Linked DNA regions of Rattus norvegicus: region 2 is linked to region 1. The links are chromatin contacts, called in public Hi-C maps. All regions are on one chromosome and are shown on one strand. The core of a region is the stretch at or near the end of the contact, and the rest is flanking DNA. Distances in the headings are between cores, read along the strand shown.

What was found. A called contact is a pair of places that touch in the nucleus more often than the background predicts.
Region 2: a Hi-C map of prefrontal cortex shows a contact between it and region 1, with 7 times the contacts expected there. The contact joins the enhancer-like site here to the promoter of Kcnd3 in region 1. A contact is called at or near these places in 4 of 12 Hi-C or Micro-C datasets (Schwann cells, frontal cortex, mammary epithelial cells and 1 more) and 1 of 1 datasets of contacts at active chromatin or transcription factors (oligodendrocytes).

The regions. Positions count from the first base shown.
Region 1 is chr2:195,623,069-195,630,795 of GRCr8, reverse strand. Kcnd3 (potassium voltage-gated channel subfamily D member 3) reads right to left here and starts at 4,480. Exons shown (of 8, transcript NM_001270962.1): 1 at 4,463-4,480.
Region 2 is chr2:195,835,184-195,842,910 of GRCr8, reverse strand. It overlaps Kcnd3 (potassium voltage-gated channel subfamily D member 3), which reads right to left. Exons shown (of 8, transcript NM_001270962.1): 5 at 7,634-7,723; 6 at 6,152-6,208; 7 at 4,846-5,093; 8 at 1-4,180. The coding sequence ends at 3,979. Among named protein-coding and RNA genes, the nearest start is that of Ddx20, 16 kb to the left of the region's middle. Within about 2 kb of position 4,935, at least 5 of the 93 cell types and tissues checked have an H3K27ac peak or open chromatin away from gene starts, as enhancers often do.

The DNA of each region.
Region 1 (7,727 bases), core at 3,231-5,730:
TCTCCCATGGCTGCCTCACTCAATCCTCACAACGACCCAGGTGGGGATCCCAGGCAGAGATCCCAGGTGGAAGAGTCTACCATGTGCATCACTTCATGGAAAGCAAAACCTAAGGCTTACAGATGGCCGGCATCCTGATAACCTGCAAGTGCAGGGCACGGATTTGACTTTGAATGGACTACTCATAACTGATCGCACATGGTTCAGTCAGTGCCGGAAGCATCCATGAACCATTTCCATCAAGCTCCCAAAAAGAAAAAGAAGAAGAGGAGGAGGAGGAGGAGGAGGAGGAGGAGGAGGAAGAGGAGGAAGAGGAGGAAGAAGGGGAGGAAGAAGAGGAGGAGGGGGGAGAGGAGGAGGAGGGAGAGGAGGAGGAGGGGGGAGGAGGAGGAGGAAGAGGAGGAGGAAGAGGAGGAAGAAGAGAGAAAAGAAAGAAATCTGGAGGAGACATCACTGTAGTACTCATCTTACATGGAAGAAAACTACAGATGAGGAGTTGTCATGATTAGCAAGTAGTCAGAACTCTCTGGGCAGGACACTCCCCAGGCCTACAGAGATCTTTGAGGACAAAGGCCATGCAATCTCAGCTTTCTATCAAGACTGGACACTGAGTAGTGGTGGTGCCTGCCACGCTTGAGTAGGTGCTCAGGCCAGGAAGACTGTTTTATAAAAGCTGTTTGCTCTGTGTCAGTTCAACTCTTAGGCCTTGCTGCTTTGTTTCCTGAGGTTGCCAAAGATGGCTATTCTCTTTCTAAACTGAACTCTGAGGAGTTCAATCAAAATCCTGAATAACCGTAATCCTGGGAACCGACTGGAGTCTCAGTTAAGTGTCCTCAAGGAGTTGCTCTCTGCCTCAGCTTTCCCACCTGCATGCTAAGGGGGAATTTGCATAAGTCCCTCTCTTCTTTAGTAAAGGAGGTTGTTCCGATGCTACAGAAGACAACAATGACAATGACACTTCCTATAGGTGTCACTGCTTAGAGGATAGACAAACAGCGTGGGCCTGATGCGCTCTTGATTATAGGAACTGAGAGAACCAAGAAGAATGGAGGTCATTCATCCATGACAGCGGGTAAGCCACACACCGCTGAGAGCAGCTTCGGAAACATGTCCTGCATCCTGTAGTTGTCTTCAAGCATTTGCCCTTACAAGGAGCTATGTTTTCTTTGGACCAGATGTTCCTCTCTTTCAGCATGTACTTAGCTGGTTTCTAAGGGGCTGAACACAGGGTATAGATAATTCCAGTTCTGACTCAAGTCATGTTTCCCGGGCACTGACAAAGCTCTGGGCATTGTCCAAGGCACGTTTGCATATCACATAACATTAATTTATTTCCCAGAAAAATCCTACGATGTTTCTACCTATTAGCGACAGGAAAAAATTGCCCAAGCCCCAGAAGTTTCCCTCAAAGTGGCTAAGTCAATGTATATATTCGTGGACATTTTTCAATACAGACCACTGTCTGGCTCACTGCCAAATGGCTTTCCTGAACTAGGTGCAGCCCAATCCTGATGCTCCCGTAGAAGTAGGCAGCGGAGAGCACAGGCTCTGGGGACCCTTCAGTCTGTTTTGGTACTATCCCGAACTTTTGGGAGCAAGTCACTGTTAACTTACTGGGTTGCTGACTCCTCATCTGTAAAATGAAGGAGCTAGAAAAGACTGTGACAGAGGACCCATCGGTTCTAACGATTCTCCTGGATCCAGGACACAGAGGCTACAGCTCTAGTCTCTCTGAAACTGCCTTATGATGGCTGCCCATGCAGAGCGGGAAGTAGAGCATCTGGGTTGGTTGCTGTGGGGATGCAATTAGCCTGAGCCTCATCTCAGCAGAGGGAGTTCTGGGAATTCCTGATGAGGCTGATGCCCAGAACAGGGCACACGACCTGCATCACTTGGAACCCAAGGCAATCTAAGACCTAGTCCACCCACAGAAACCCCCTCATCCTCCTAGAATGGAAGAGGGCTAGGCCTCAGGCCCCTCCTGGCCCCTTCACTCATGACCCCTAACAGCCCTGTTGTATCTGAGATGGGCACTGATGGGGGTTCAAGTGGCCAAGAAAAAGAGACTGCTGAATCAGGATGTACTCTGGAGAGCCTTGTTAGCCAGACACATGGCTCTGAGCAGACAATGCCCTTCTCCTGCCAGTGTCCCAGTACTGCCTCTTGGGTTCTAGAATCCCATTGCCGCTGCCTGGCTTTGCAAGCCGAGCTCCACGCTCTTACCCTCTACTCTGAGTCAACTCTTGTAAGGCCATGAGTAATTCACAGACTGCTTTCTGATGGATAATTGAAAGCTCAGACAGAGGCAACATCAATCCTCTCCCTATCCATCCTAAAGTCTCTTGTCCCAAGGGCAAACTTTTACCCTGTGCAGTAATCCAGGACAGTCTATTCCAAGAGGGCCATGCAAGTACCAGACTGTCTCTGGAGATTCGGAACCTATCCTTCTGGTTCAAAGTACCAAGACAATAGCAATTATCCCTTTTCTGCTTTCTGTGTGCATGTGTATATATGCACACATGGACATACATGTACACACCTGGGTTTGGAAGAAGACTATCATCCTATCAGACACCACGCTGACATCCATACCAGCCACGCCCACCACACAACCCTGCAGGGATGACCTGGCTTAAACAGGGCTTCTGCGGGTTACTGCTGCAACGCTCACCCCTAACAGCACCAGCGCCTCTCAGAGCTGGCCTGGGTATGAACCCTGCAACAGGCACTACAGTGCGGCCCCATTTCCAGCCAATGGCACCGCACACACCTCCCATACCACGGTTTTACTAGGACATGGATGCTTTACAAATGAAAACTCTGAAGCTATTTTTGTTTGTGGCAAAAGAGTTTGACGGTAGGAAAGATTTGGCTGTGGGGCGAGGTGGGGATGCAGGAGGGAGCGATTAAAACCAGGTAAACGGAGAAATGCCAAACATGAAAAATCCAGAAGAAAAGAGAACACGTTCTCCTGCTGCAAAAAGTCAGGGCCTGCTAAGCAGCTTCTATTTTAGACGCAGAGGGTCAAAAAAAAAGAGGCAGACCTCCTGTCCTGGGGTTTGACACTTCACCTGAGCACAGACACAAAGCAGCAAAAATGTCACATCACCAAGACCTGCCCTTCAATGACCTCGGAGGAGAGTCATCAGAAACCAGAGCTGGTCTTGGGAACTGTTTCATGCCCCCAGGGAGTCTGTCCCATGTCTGCAGGACTTTGTTGGGTATAAAATGAGCATGGGGAACCAAGCTGGAGATCCTTGGGCCACAGGCCTGGGACATGCAGGTCCTCTTCTTTACAGTGCCACTCCTAGGATGGCCAGTGCAGTTTCCCCAAACTCTTTCTCCGGCCTCCTCAACAGCAAAAGGGAACAAGCTGTTAATCTTTCTTCCTCTGGAGGTCCCTTGTGTACTTGGGTCTTATAGCATTCAAGACGCGACACGGAAAAATAGACCCATCAGCTCCTTTCAGTGGGCCGGTATGTGCCCACATGGGGAAACGTACACATGCGTTGCATTGAATGTATGCCCAGGTGCCCCCCTTTCTTTCCGAGATTAAGCATCCAGGCTCCCTGGAAGTCACAGTAAATAAGGCATCGATTCAAGCATCACCTACATTCATGCATGACCACCCTGTAAAACCTGGTTGCGGATTGCATTGTGCCGCCTATCACCCCGTGAAAGTTCAGAGGCTCCGTCAAATACACGGAGACTTTTTGTTGCCTTGATTTCAGGTCTGGAACCTCAGCCTGTTGCTGACTTATCAAGGCTGCCCGGGATGAAAGGAGAACAACGTGGGCTGAATCAAATGCCAGCACTAAGAAAGCACAGGAATTTAGTTGATTTCCAGGTAACTTCTCTGCCCATCCCCAGTGTAAACACCCTGTTAAAGCAAAAGAGTATTTGAAACCCCTTCCCCGGGGCCTCTCGTGACACTTATGGGACCTTTGCTGGGGATCACGGGGTGGAAGATGTGCCAGGCAAAAAGCTGGACTAGCCCCCAATCTCTAACAGGCACAACACAGGCTCGCCTGGCTGGAGAACTTTGCGAAGCGCCCCAAACAGCTCCTAGCTTCCACTCTCAGCCATTTCTCTTCTCAGCTCACAAAGAGCGGGGACACAGCAAACCGTCGCCACCTGCAGCCAGATCCCCGGGCGCTGATTCTGGCGCCCGGCGAGGGAAGGCAGGCCAATGGCAAGAGGGCAGAGGTTCACACCCCCACCCCCAAACCTCTTTGCGCCACAGTGCCCGGAGGTGGCTCCGCAGCCGAGGGAACCGACGCCCCCAGGCCGGCTGCCTGCTCCCCCACGGCCCGGCCCCACCCCCAATCCTTCCGGCGCCCCAGCGCCCACCCACCCGGGCGCGGGAGTGGGAGGGTGCCGCGTGGGCATCCGGAGCAACAGGCGTGGGAGCAGCGCTCCTCGCACTTGCTGGCTCCGGAAGGCTCGGTCGCTTCCCTCTTACCTTCGCCGAAGCCAGCCCCAGGCCCCGCGCCCCGCGCGCGCGAGAAAGCTGCGGCCGGGGGCCGCCGAGGCGCAGAGCGCCCAGCAGCGCGAGGAAGCGCCCAGCCGCCGCCGCTCGGGCGGCTCCCCTCGCCGGCGAAGTCTCGCTCGTCCCTCCTTCACTCGGTCGGTTCGTGCGTCGGTCCGTCCGTGGGGCTGTCCCTCCCCCGCCGCCGCCGCCGCCACCGCCACCGCCGCTCCAGCCCGGGCTTGGCAGAGCGTCCCTTCCCCGCCTAGCCGCTTCGCTCTCCGGCTCGTGAGCTCCGGTTCGCTCGTTCCCTGCCCCCGCCGCCACCGATGCCGCGCAGAGCGGAGCCCGGCCGGCCACGGGCTGCCTCTCCCGAGGAGGCGGTGGGGGCGCGGCGCGGGCGGGGCGGAGAGGAGAGTCCGGGGGAGGCGGCGAGGCTGCGCCCTCCGCTCCCCACCGATCCCCACGGGCCGAGCGGCCCCAGGCCGGGCCCCAGAGCACAGAGCGGCCAGGCAGCGGAGGGAACGAGGAGGAGGACCCGGGAGCCTCGCCGCGGGAGGGTGCCCAGGGCGAGGGCGTGCGAGGGGGAGTGACTCTGCGCGAGGGTGTGTGTGTGTGTGTGTGTGTGTGTGTCTCGCGCGCGTGAGTGGGGGGGCTGCAGCGGGGGGGCGGGGAGACTAGGCAGAGCCTGGTGCGTCTCCCCAGGAGAGTGGAGGAATCCTAGGGTGTGCCTGGAGGTGGTAGTGGAGTGTGCCGACGCGAGTGTGAGCGCGTGTGCCGGCGAGGGTGGGCATGGGGAGAGCGTGGCAAGGTGAGCTTGGCTTGGGGGTGGGGGAGGAGCCGGGCGTGCGGCGTGATCGTGAGTTCGGGGGCGTGTTGAAAAGAGGTGGCAGGGAGCGCTGGCGTGTATGCGCGTGGAGTGTGTACACTTAACTGGATGTCTGTTTCCCATTCACTGCCCACGGGGCAGAGCAACTAACTCCTCCTTGGTCACCTAGTGAGGTGCAGCCGGTCGCCCACAAGCTTCCAGACTGACCCTGAACTGTCAGTTGCATGTGCTGGAAAGATCCCAAAGAAGACAAACTGCTTGTCCTACAGGAGTGAGAGAGGGCATGGGCAGAGGTTCAGGATTCACTCCAGTGTCCCATCACAAATATCCAGAATTAAGATTGGGGGTTTGGGAACTTTCATTTCTCTCTTTCCAGAGTGGGTCCAGGGTCTGGATGCTTTCCAGAAGCCCAAAGTTCCCTTTTGCTTAGTACTCGGACCCAGCGTGAGGAGTGGGAGGCCCACGGGTGCGTAGTGCCCAGCCGAGAGTTCCATGACCACCGCGGCAGCACGAGTAGCGCGCAGTCCTGGCTGCTAAGCCAAACCGTGGCCGGCTTTCCCTGTGTCTCCGTGTCTCCGGCCTGGGTGCTGGGAATCCCGGGCCTGGAGATCGCGAAGCAGGCTGCTTCGTGCCTCTGTCGGGACCGGAACGCTGTGGCTTGAGAGATGGCAGCTCTGAATATGGAGAGGTGTGTGGTGAGACACAAAAGCAGAGGAAAGAAAAATGTGTGGCGAGGGTGATGGTGTACTTGGCAGGACGCGTCTTTAAATGTGGCTGGAAAAAGACCTTCCTGAGTCAAGAATAGGGTTTCTGGCTTGTGGCAAACGGAGCCTACTCCAGAGTAGCAGTTATTGAGGTCTCAGCTACTCTGGGCCTCCCGTACTTTGGAGCTTACTAGGCTCACTTACTCCAACCAAAGCTCCTTTAAATGTGTCAGTCTGAAAGGTGTACAATTGGCCCTTCAAGAGGTGGGCGTGGACCCCATTAACATTTGCCAAGAGTCCTAGAACCCTGTGGGATTTGCATACTCATTTGCATACAGTAATAATGATTAACAACACTGCCACTCCCTGGCCAACCCTGGAAGAATTCAGGGAAGGCCCTGGCAGGGATTCTCCCTCCCTCCTCTATCTGGGAAAGAGGTTTTTGTGGTTGCTGCAACTGCTGCTAGTGGTGGTGGGGTTTTTGTTTTGGTTTGTTTTGGTTTTGATTTTGATTTTGTTATAACCTCAGTTGAAGTAAGTGACTCTTCAGAGTAGTTACTCTGTCTCTGAGTGGTCTGGTCTCAATGGGGACACACTTTCACTGCCCAACTTTGGAGCAGTGAAAATCCAATATTTTATTTCTGTTTAAGTTTTAATTTCCTGTACATTCTTGTCATTGTTCCGCACCATAAAGGTAATTCCAGGACCGAGTTTCCAAAAACTGTCAGGGGAGTAATGGTTACCTGAGAACATCACCAGACTCTTGGAGTAGTCTACTAACAGGACAACTTGTGGCCTCTGGGGCTTTGTAAGCCAGGACACTCAGTCACCCTGCCCCACCCCCTCCAATCTCATTCCTCGGATGATCCTACTTAGTAGTCTAAGTGCAGTGCCTGTGCACTGCTCTCCTTTCTGTCTCTAGTATCTGGAGAAGAGTAAGGGAGACTGGGATTTCTAGTTCAGGCCACTGTGGGTTTTGTTTACATTCTCCTTGAGGCTGGGTGGTGAGGAGAAAAGAGGTATCTGGATGAGGTTTGAGCAGCATTGTCCAAGAGACACTGGATACCCTCCATCTCATCCCGGAATCTCCCTAGCCATGCCTGTTGACTCCTTCCCCCTCTGCCTCTGGCCCAGCCTGGCCGGGATTTTTCACTTGCTTTTCCCCCATGACACGGCCGCTTTTCCTTTAACTCTCAGCTTCTATTTAAAAAGCTAATTTGGGAGCTTGTCGATGCTCCCAATTCAGACATTTTAAATAGGAACTGAAAGTCAGGAGCTGCCAGGGCAGTAGGTTTCCTCCTCTTACCACTGACAGGGCTGAAGTGTTGGTTCAGTCACTCAGGCCGTGTGTGTGTGTGTGTGTGTGTGTGTGTGTGTGTGTGTGTGTGTGTGTGTGTTGCAAGCTCAGGGTATATTTCAGGTTATCTTTTCTATTTAAAGACAGTGCTCCTATGGAAGACTCTGTGTGTGTGTCCGTGCGTGTCTGTGTCCTTTCCAAGCTGTGCACACATAAGGATTCTTCCTTAGTCCCGAGGCTCTGGCCGCTATTTGAGGAGCTTGTAGCCATGTGGACTGTGAGAGGAAGGAGCTCAAAGTCTGCTCCTTCTTTGCTGACATACCAGGCTGTTGTTTCTGTGCCGTTCTCTCTAGCACTGTTGTACTCAGGCTTGCTCTTTGAGGCTTGTCTGGGTTTCCTAAAGGGTCGCTCTTGCCCTCACTTCTTGTG
Region 2 (7,727 bases), core at 3,686-6,185, 210 kb before region 1:
CCTTACTTAGTTACCTAGTAATTGAAATGAGGGAGCCTGAATCACTAGAATCCATTAACAATTTCAAATCTAATGCTAGTTCAATTTCAGTCACTACTGCTATTTTTAAAAAGACAAGGAAAATGATCTAGGCATATAATGCTCCCAGGTACTTTCCCTACTTGCTTTCGGACAAGAAAAGGTCACGATCCTGAACTGCAGAGAAAACAACTGTATAAAGTCCTCCACAGTTCTGTATGTGACTTCTGTCAACTGCAGAGTTGACATCATCCACCACTTCCTTAACATCTGATCAATGTGGTCATACACTAGGAATGTTCAACTGTTGAGACTATCTACTGGTCTTTTGAAAGAGGTTCTGTACAGTTAGTCCTGAGCTTGAGACTAGTTAGGAAAACTGGGAATGAGGACAGAATAATGGTGTATTTCAGGAGGTCCTGCTAATTCAGGAATGCTTCCTTCCCCTAATCAACACTCTTGAAATCTGGCTTTTAAAAATGAGCAAGCCTTAGAGCAATGGAGCAGGATATAGAAGACACTCCCAGGACCCACGTCTTGGATCAAATCATAATTTTGCCACTCGCGTGCTGTGAAACCTTGAGTGAGGCATCCAGCTTCTTTGTGCCCATTTCTTCTCTCTGAATCAAAAATTTACTAAGGTGACTTCTTCACAGATTGTAGTGAGAAGCAATAGTATGCTTTGAAATGTCATCGTCCAAGCCTCCTCCTCATTGAGAAAGTCAAACGTTTGCCTGAAAGATCTTGGGCATTCGCTTGTTCATCTACTTCTTAGAGAAGTGATCACCCATGGCTGGCTCTACACAAGAAACACTGTTTCTAAGTTTATAATTTGTACTAGTACAGTCAGGTGATTTCCAAGAGCTATATCAAGTCATGTTGACATTTACACATGAGTGTCTCCTTATGACATGGCAACTTTGATGGTTCTTCTCCAACATAGTAGCTCTGTGAGGCAAGAGGTGTGATGAAAAACCTCAAAACCAAACCAAACCAAACCACATTAGACCAGTAGCCAAAGAGTCTTGTGCTCTGGTCCCTATTCTATCCTTAAAGACTATATTGCCTTGATGGTATCAACTTCTCTGCATCTTAGCTTTCTACACTGTAAAATGAATTAGTCTTTTAATTTCTCATATGCTCAATACTGTATTTTCCAAGTTATTTTCATTTATTATTTGAGTGTAGTCTTAGTCTTTTTTTTTTTTTTGTCCTTTTCTTTTTTTCATCACCAATGCTAAGTAAGGTTGAATGGAGTGGTGGAGTGGGGAATTTACTGATACCCTAACATGGTTTGTACACCGTGAGTCATTGCATCAGAGAGCTCTTGGTCTCCAGAAGAACGTGGTATCCTGGTTGTTGCCTTACTAGCTGATGAATCAGATTTACTAAGTTGATCGAAGTTTTGCCGCTGTGCTTCCCCGTGAATCCCCTTTAGCAGATATGGCTGTGAGCTGTTTTCTTGGGTTGGTATCTTTGAGCATAGGTGAGTTGGGTTCCTTATCTCTTGTCAAGACTAAAATGGGGGAATGAAAATGCAGACAGTTTAATGATTATTTTTAGGAGCTGGCATGATATGGGCTTTGGAGATGAAATAGAAACAACACAAGATTCAGGTCTCTGAAGTCAGTAAAAATGGAATTTTGGAGGTGCAGGTTTTAAAATATATTTCTTTTCATGAGAAGCACAGTATGCTGCGTTGGTGCACTGTTCAAGTGACATGGAGATCCTTGGTTGAAGCAGCCATTATTCTAACTCTCTAACGACTTGTTCTGAAATAGAACGGTGGTTTGTATGAGAATTCAAGTGTTCCTTTTCAACTCTTCTCCTTATTCCACTCAGCTCTTAGGGCTTATCATGCAACTAGACATTCCTTTGTTCCATGATCCACTCTTCAAAAGGAAGATTCTCTTCTACTACTTGGCCTACCTGCTAAAATTGGGTCTAGCTTGGCTCTATGCCTTGGCTGCTAAAATATGTCTGAAGTTACTAGATTGGAAGAACCACTCCATTCCTATAAGGGGAAATCTTGAGGCCAGGTCTAGGAGAAAGGACTGTCGGGCCACTGAGGATGAAGACAGGGAGACAAACATGGAAGGAAGGGCCCCTTTCTTCCACCCTTCTAGCCACTTTCTGGTTTGGTACCGCTTCAAAACACCAGGACTCCTCTGCATTCAGGGTCACTGGGGCTGGAACCAGGAAGCCCCATGAGTGTCCTCAGGTTAACCGCTGTCTAGTTAAAACTCATCTAGATGGCTGTAGTGGGTAGAGAGAGTTTGAGCTGTAAATGAACAGCTTATCTTTATTTTAAACAGCTGTAGAATGGGTAAGAAATTCCAAACAGCTCATGTGCCTCAGATCCTAGGCTTCAGAGACTGCAATAGAGTATTTGGGGTTGAGAAGGGCAGGAAAGGACTCTTGTCACTAACCCTGAGGCTCACTTGCTCTGCTGTGAAGTGGTGAAAATGATTAGGAAGATTCCAGAAACACTGTTTCCCAGGCCCACTACCCTGCAAATAACTTGAACAAACATATCCACATTTTCAGGATATAATCTGCACTCCCTCATTTGTGTGGAGGTCATCAGTGGTTCCACACATTAGCTATCTTCAGAGATGAGGGCTCAGACCTCAAGGCATCTTTTAGACCAGGCAATGATCATCTAGAGCCTCTTGCTTGCTTTCTTGCTTTGAAACATTCTTCATGAGATACACAAGCTTAACTTTCACAGTTCTATTTAGGAACCGCCTTGGGTGGTAAGCCAGGGTCTCCTCCCATCCTCCTCACTTGAAGATGCTCATGAAGCCTCTTGGCAGAGCTCCGCATGGACTTCATGGTGGATCCTAAAGGAGGGTACACAGCAAGGCGCTCTGGAACTGTGGGAGCTTCTTGGTGCTTCTGTCTTCATTGGGGCATAGCAGAAACAACTGCTTTCTGAGGTTGCTGATTTCAATTTCAAGACCACCCCCCCACCTAAACTGCAAAGATAAGTGGTTCCAATTAAAAGGGAAGCACCTCTGTTCATAATATAGACTTACCTCACCCTTAAACTCAGCCCACTGGCTTCCTTTCTTTTCTGTATTGGCATTCACTCGGCCTGACCCCAGGCACAAGTCTGCAGTACTTGGCAGTGACGGAGAAGGATTTACTGTCCACGGCGAGACAGATGGTTGGACACAGAAACAGCCAAGGTGAAGCAGATAGGTACAGAGACAAAGGAGACGGACGGACCAACGGAGCAGAAGGTTTGCTGTGTGGTTGCTTGACAGTTCTGTGCAGGTCAGCTGGGCAGTGAGGGCCCGGCTAAGGTGACCTCACCCATCCAGGGAATGGGGAGAGAACTCAGCAGTAACTGACTTTGAGCCTAAAAGCTTTTGCTATAAAAGAAGAAAAATAAAAACCAACCTCACAAAATGCATTGTTTTGGTTTAAAGGTGTTGGGTTCGTGGAGAAAAACATTTCACGAATATCCATTGATGATTTTGTTTTCCACCTTTTCCCATGAATAAATATTATCCATTAAGATCCTTGAAAAAGGTGCTTAAATACACAGTGTTATAATTTCTTCCTGTTTGCATGTGACGACTCGGCCTCTGGGCTGCTCTTGGTCTTGTGTTTTCCTCACTGGGGTCTCCAGAAACAACTGTTATTTGGTCTGAGGTACCCCCACCAGGCCCTGTCCAGGCAAGCAGCCTGCACCCCCTAATGGCCAATCCCCTACCCACCCCCTCCCTTCCTCTGGCCCCAGTAAGATGCAATGTCACAGGGCTATGTCCACTCCAGCAGGGGGATCCTTGGGTACCCTTTGCTGTTTCCTTTCCCTTCCAGGCACAAGTCTCAGTGCTGGAGGTGCAATGGGGCAGGCAGAAATAGTGGGAGGGAGTGGTCCCAGTGGCCACCCACCAACATGCCAGCCCCCTTTACTCCCCACTACCCCCTCAGGCCCTCTGTCCAGTGTTTTTACAAGGCAGAGACCTTGACAACATTGCTGGTTATGGAAGGAATGTTCGTGTTGGGACCTGGGCTGGCAGGGGGTGGCCGACTTTCTCCCTCTGGGGTTAGAGCTGGGGGAGTAGGGATGCTGATGATGGCTGTTGTAATCTGGGATGTTTTGCAGTTTGGTCTCAGTCCGTCGTCTGCTTTCAAATTAAGGCTGGAGCGACTGGGATAGAAAAGAGTGAAGTGAAAATGGTTCCTGCTATTGGCACCCAGTTCTCCCTTGATTCCCTGCACTGTTTTTGCTCTATGTTCTATCAAGGAACTCAATGGCCCTTGATCTCTCCCTTTAATAATCAGCCTTTAATTGCCATTCTAACTATTATTAACAATTACCAAATCATGCAGATAGTACTTATTCCCAGCCCAGTGGACTTATCACTTGTGATGCTATGATCTTTACGTTTTCTGAACTCTCTAACTTATTTGGATTAATGGGGAATGGCTTAAATACAGAGAAGGAAAGGTCCACTTGTGACTCACATTCAGCTTGGAATTAGCCGTATATACCACACAGCTGAGAAAAGTATTTTCTTAGGAAAATGACCATAGTCCATCTTTTCAAGTTTTGAATTCGTTCTGAGTCCCTCACCCCCACCACTTAAACCCACTTTTGACCTACACTGCTACAGTATCATCCTATAGCCCACGGAGACCATTGGATTAACTTTAGTGCAGAAGAAGGTAAGTGGGGGAGGAAAACAGAGGGGCCCCATGCAGTAGATAAAGGGAGCCACTAGGGGATCCCCGAGGTTCTAATGCTGAGCTTGTTTAATTCTGGAAAGGGAATGACTCAAGACTTTGGGGGTGGCAGGAATGGAAGCCACCCACCTAGTGGTGAGGGAGGGCTGCTCACTGCCCTGGATGTGGATGGTGCTGAGCTCTTGCATGCTGCGCAGGCGGGTGGCCGGCAGGTTGGAGTTGGGCAGGTGCGTGGTCTTCTTGCTACGGCGGGAGCAGCAGGTGGTGGTGAGGCCCGAGTGGCTGGACAGAGAAGGGCTTCTGGTGGATGGGTAGTTCTGCATTGAGCTCTCCATGCAGTTCTGCTCAAACATCTGCTCATCAATAAACTCGTGGTTCTGTGGGAGGAAGGAGAGAAAGTGAAAAAGAAGAAAGGAGGAAGGGCAGAGCTCCAGTCTCTGTCTGGCTGCCTGTCTGCTTGGGGCTGCCCGGATTACAGATAAGTGTTTGGGAGGGGTTTCATTTCCACAGGTGTCAACGTCAAAAGAATCAGATTGGCATCCCTGGGCATTAGATTGGGCAGGGACACAGTTGTTCAATCATTGTGTTTCATATACTCCATCTACAGCTTTGAGAAGAAGGACGAGAAGAGACCTAGTGGTATCATCAGAGCTGGAATCGATTTTTTTCAGTAAGCTCAGAAGTCATTGAATCTGAGTTTTCTTGTTCATCTTTACACATCTGGTGACTTATAAGTGTGACATAAGTTTGTAAACATTTTGGACCTTTCATAAAGTTGGAGGAACATTGTCCTTGAATGCAAAGGGGTCAAATTGCCAGGGCTAAGATTTTTTTTTAAATCTTTTTCTTTCCCTCTAGTTATAGCATACGGATCCTTAACTACCTGGCAGTACAGGATTCCCTGGGTCCTAGGGATTTCCTAGTGTAAGCATGGGAAGAGAATATTAACAGGGTTTTGACTGGAGGCCACAAGAGTGGCTTGTATGTAGCTAAAGCCAGGACAATTTGAAAGTTGCTGCTTGGCTAAGGTGATTAAAGCTCTGTGGCATTGGTAGTGAGGCTAAGACTGTCAGAATAAGGAGAAAGAGAAGTGTAAGAACAGTTCAGATAAAAGAGTCCCCTGTCAGCCAATACCAGGAGTTTCTAGGAAACTTGGGAGGTAGCATAGAGCTTGGCATTCAAGAGGAAACCTTGAAGCTGAATCCCACTGTCCCCTCTTAGCCCCTGGGAAGGTCAAAGGGAAGAATAGGAAAGGAAATTGGGTAGTTTGGGTGCAAAACCACTGGGAGCCTGAGCTGGTACTGGGTGTGACAGCAGAGACAGCATAAGCCCAGGAAGAATCAGCTGCACATGCAGAAAACCAGGCTAGGGGTAAGCAGAGTAGATCCACAGACTCAAGAGTCAGAGAAGAACAAGTGAATTTATAAAGTTATACCTTGATGGTGGAGGTTCGTACAGACAACAGGGGATCATCCACAAGATAGGATAACCCCTACAGGACAACATGCCAACAGAAGATAGAAACACCATTGGTTGTACATTCCAGCATTCCAGTCTTGACATTCAATTTCTCAATCCCAGCATTCCACCCCCCAAGTTCAACATTCCAGCCCCTGTTGCCAGCATTCTGCTCTTGTCCCAACATTTCACCCCTTGGTTCTGATAGGAGCCTGCTGAACCCAACATTCACTCTTTCCACACCAACATTCTTCTCTTCCTATCTCAACATTCCGCCCAGGGGTCCCACATTCCTTCCCTAAAATCTGGCATTCCAATATCCCATCCCTGCAATCAATCCAGCATTCTCTCAGATTCAGCATTCCATCCCTCCAACCCCAGCATTCCATCTCTTAAACCCCCAATGCCAACATTCCAGCCCTTCAAACCCCAAGGTTTTCACCCATGTCCTTTAAATGTATACATTCCACCCAGCACATGCAACTTGGAATGGGCAGTGGGGTCTGGGCCTATCCCATTGGCAAGCTCAGTTTCCTCAGGAGAATTTCTAGATATGCATAGATGGTTTTTGACCATAGATGTTGGGACCTGTGTTTACAGAGCACTTTCCATTCAGAAGATCTCATGGGGTTTCAACTGTCATCCATGGTATCCATTTTTGGCTTTGAGTAAGGGGTATCTAGCATCTGGGAGGCCAGGTTATGAGCTACTAGGAATTAAGAAGTTCCTTTCCAGAGTGTGCTGAGCCCTGACTCTAGGGTCCAGGGAACTTCTGGAAAGGAACAGGAGGATGTTCACTTCAGCTTTCTCTTCTGACTTCTCCCACCCTATGGTTCCTAGCACCTTTTGCCAAGGGTTCAGGGTTGGCCCTACTGCCCTTCCTCTCAGGCTGTCAATAAGGCACAAGCATCATTCCCATTCCAGCTGGGGCACCCTATGCCATGATCCCCTTAGCATTTGGCCTTTCACAATCCGAACTCCATACAAAACTGCCAAGTTACTAAGTGGGGTTGGGAATGATAAATTCTTGGCTAAAGAATATATATTCTGCCTCCTTCATTAATGTAGGCATGAAAGGGACCCATGGATTGCATCAACTCAGCTACAGGGGTGGGATGAAAATCTACCCTCAGGCTCAGCTTGAGTCTTTGAGGGTGATGTCCATTAGAACTAAGGGATGAAAAACAAAAGTTAGTCTTCAGTAATCAAAACACATGTTGGTGTTACAGGGGAATGGGAAGGCTATGGGAATGGCTTCTTCTCTAGAGCTGTAGGACACAGCTGATCTCTTACTCTGGTGACCTTGCCTCACCCCTTAGGGTCTTCATCCTAGAGGCTGAGAGACTATGGTTTTGGATAGGAAGGGGATGGATTAAACTATCTGGCCTAGGATGATAATGTGCGTACAGTCTTGGAAGGTCAGGGATGAGGCCTGAGGGGGCAGTAGGCTGGAACTCACAGTGGTCTTTTCTAAGCAGTGTAGCAGGTGGTGGTGCTGGCTCTCGATGAGTGACGTGGTCTTGCCCATGTGCTCCTCTTCTGGGGTGCCCTAG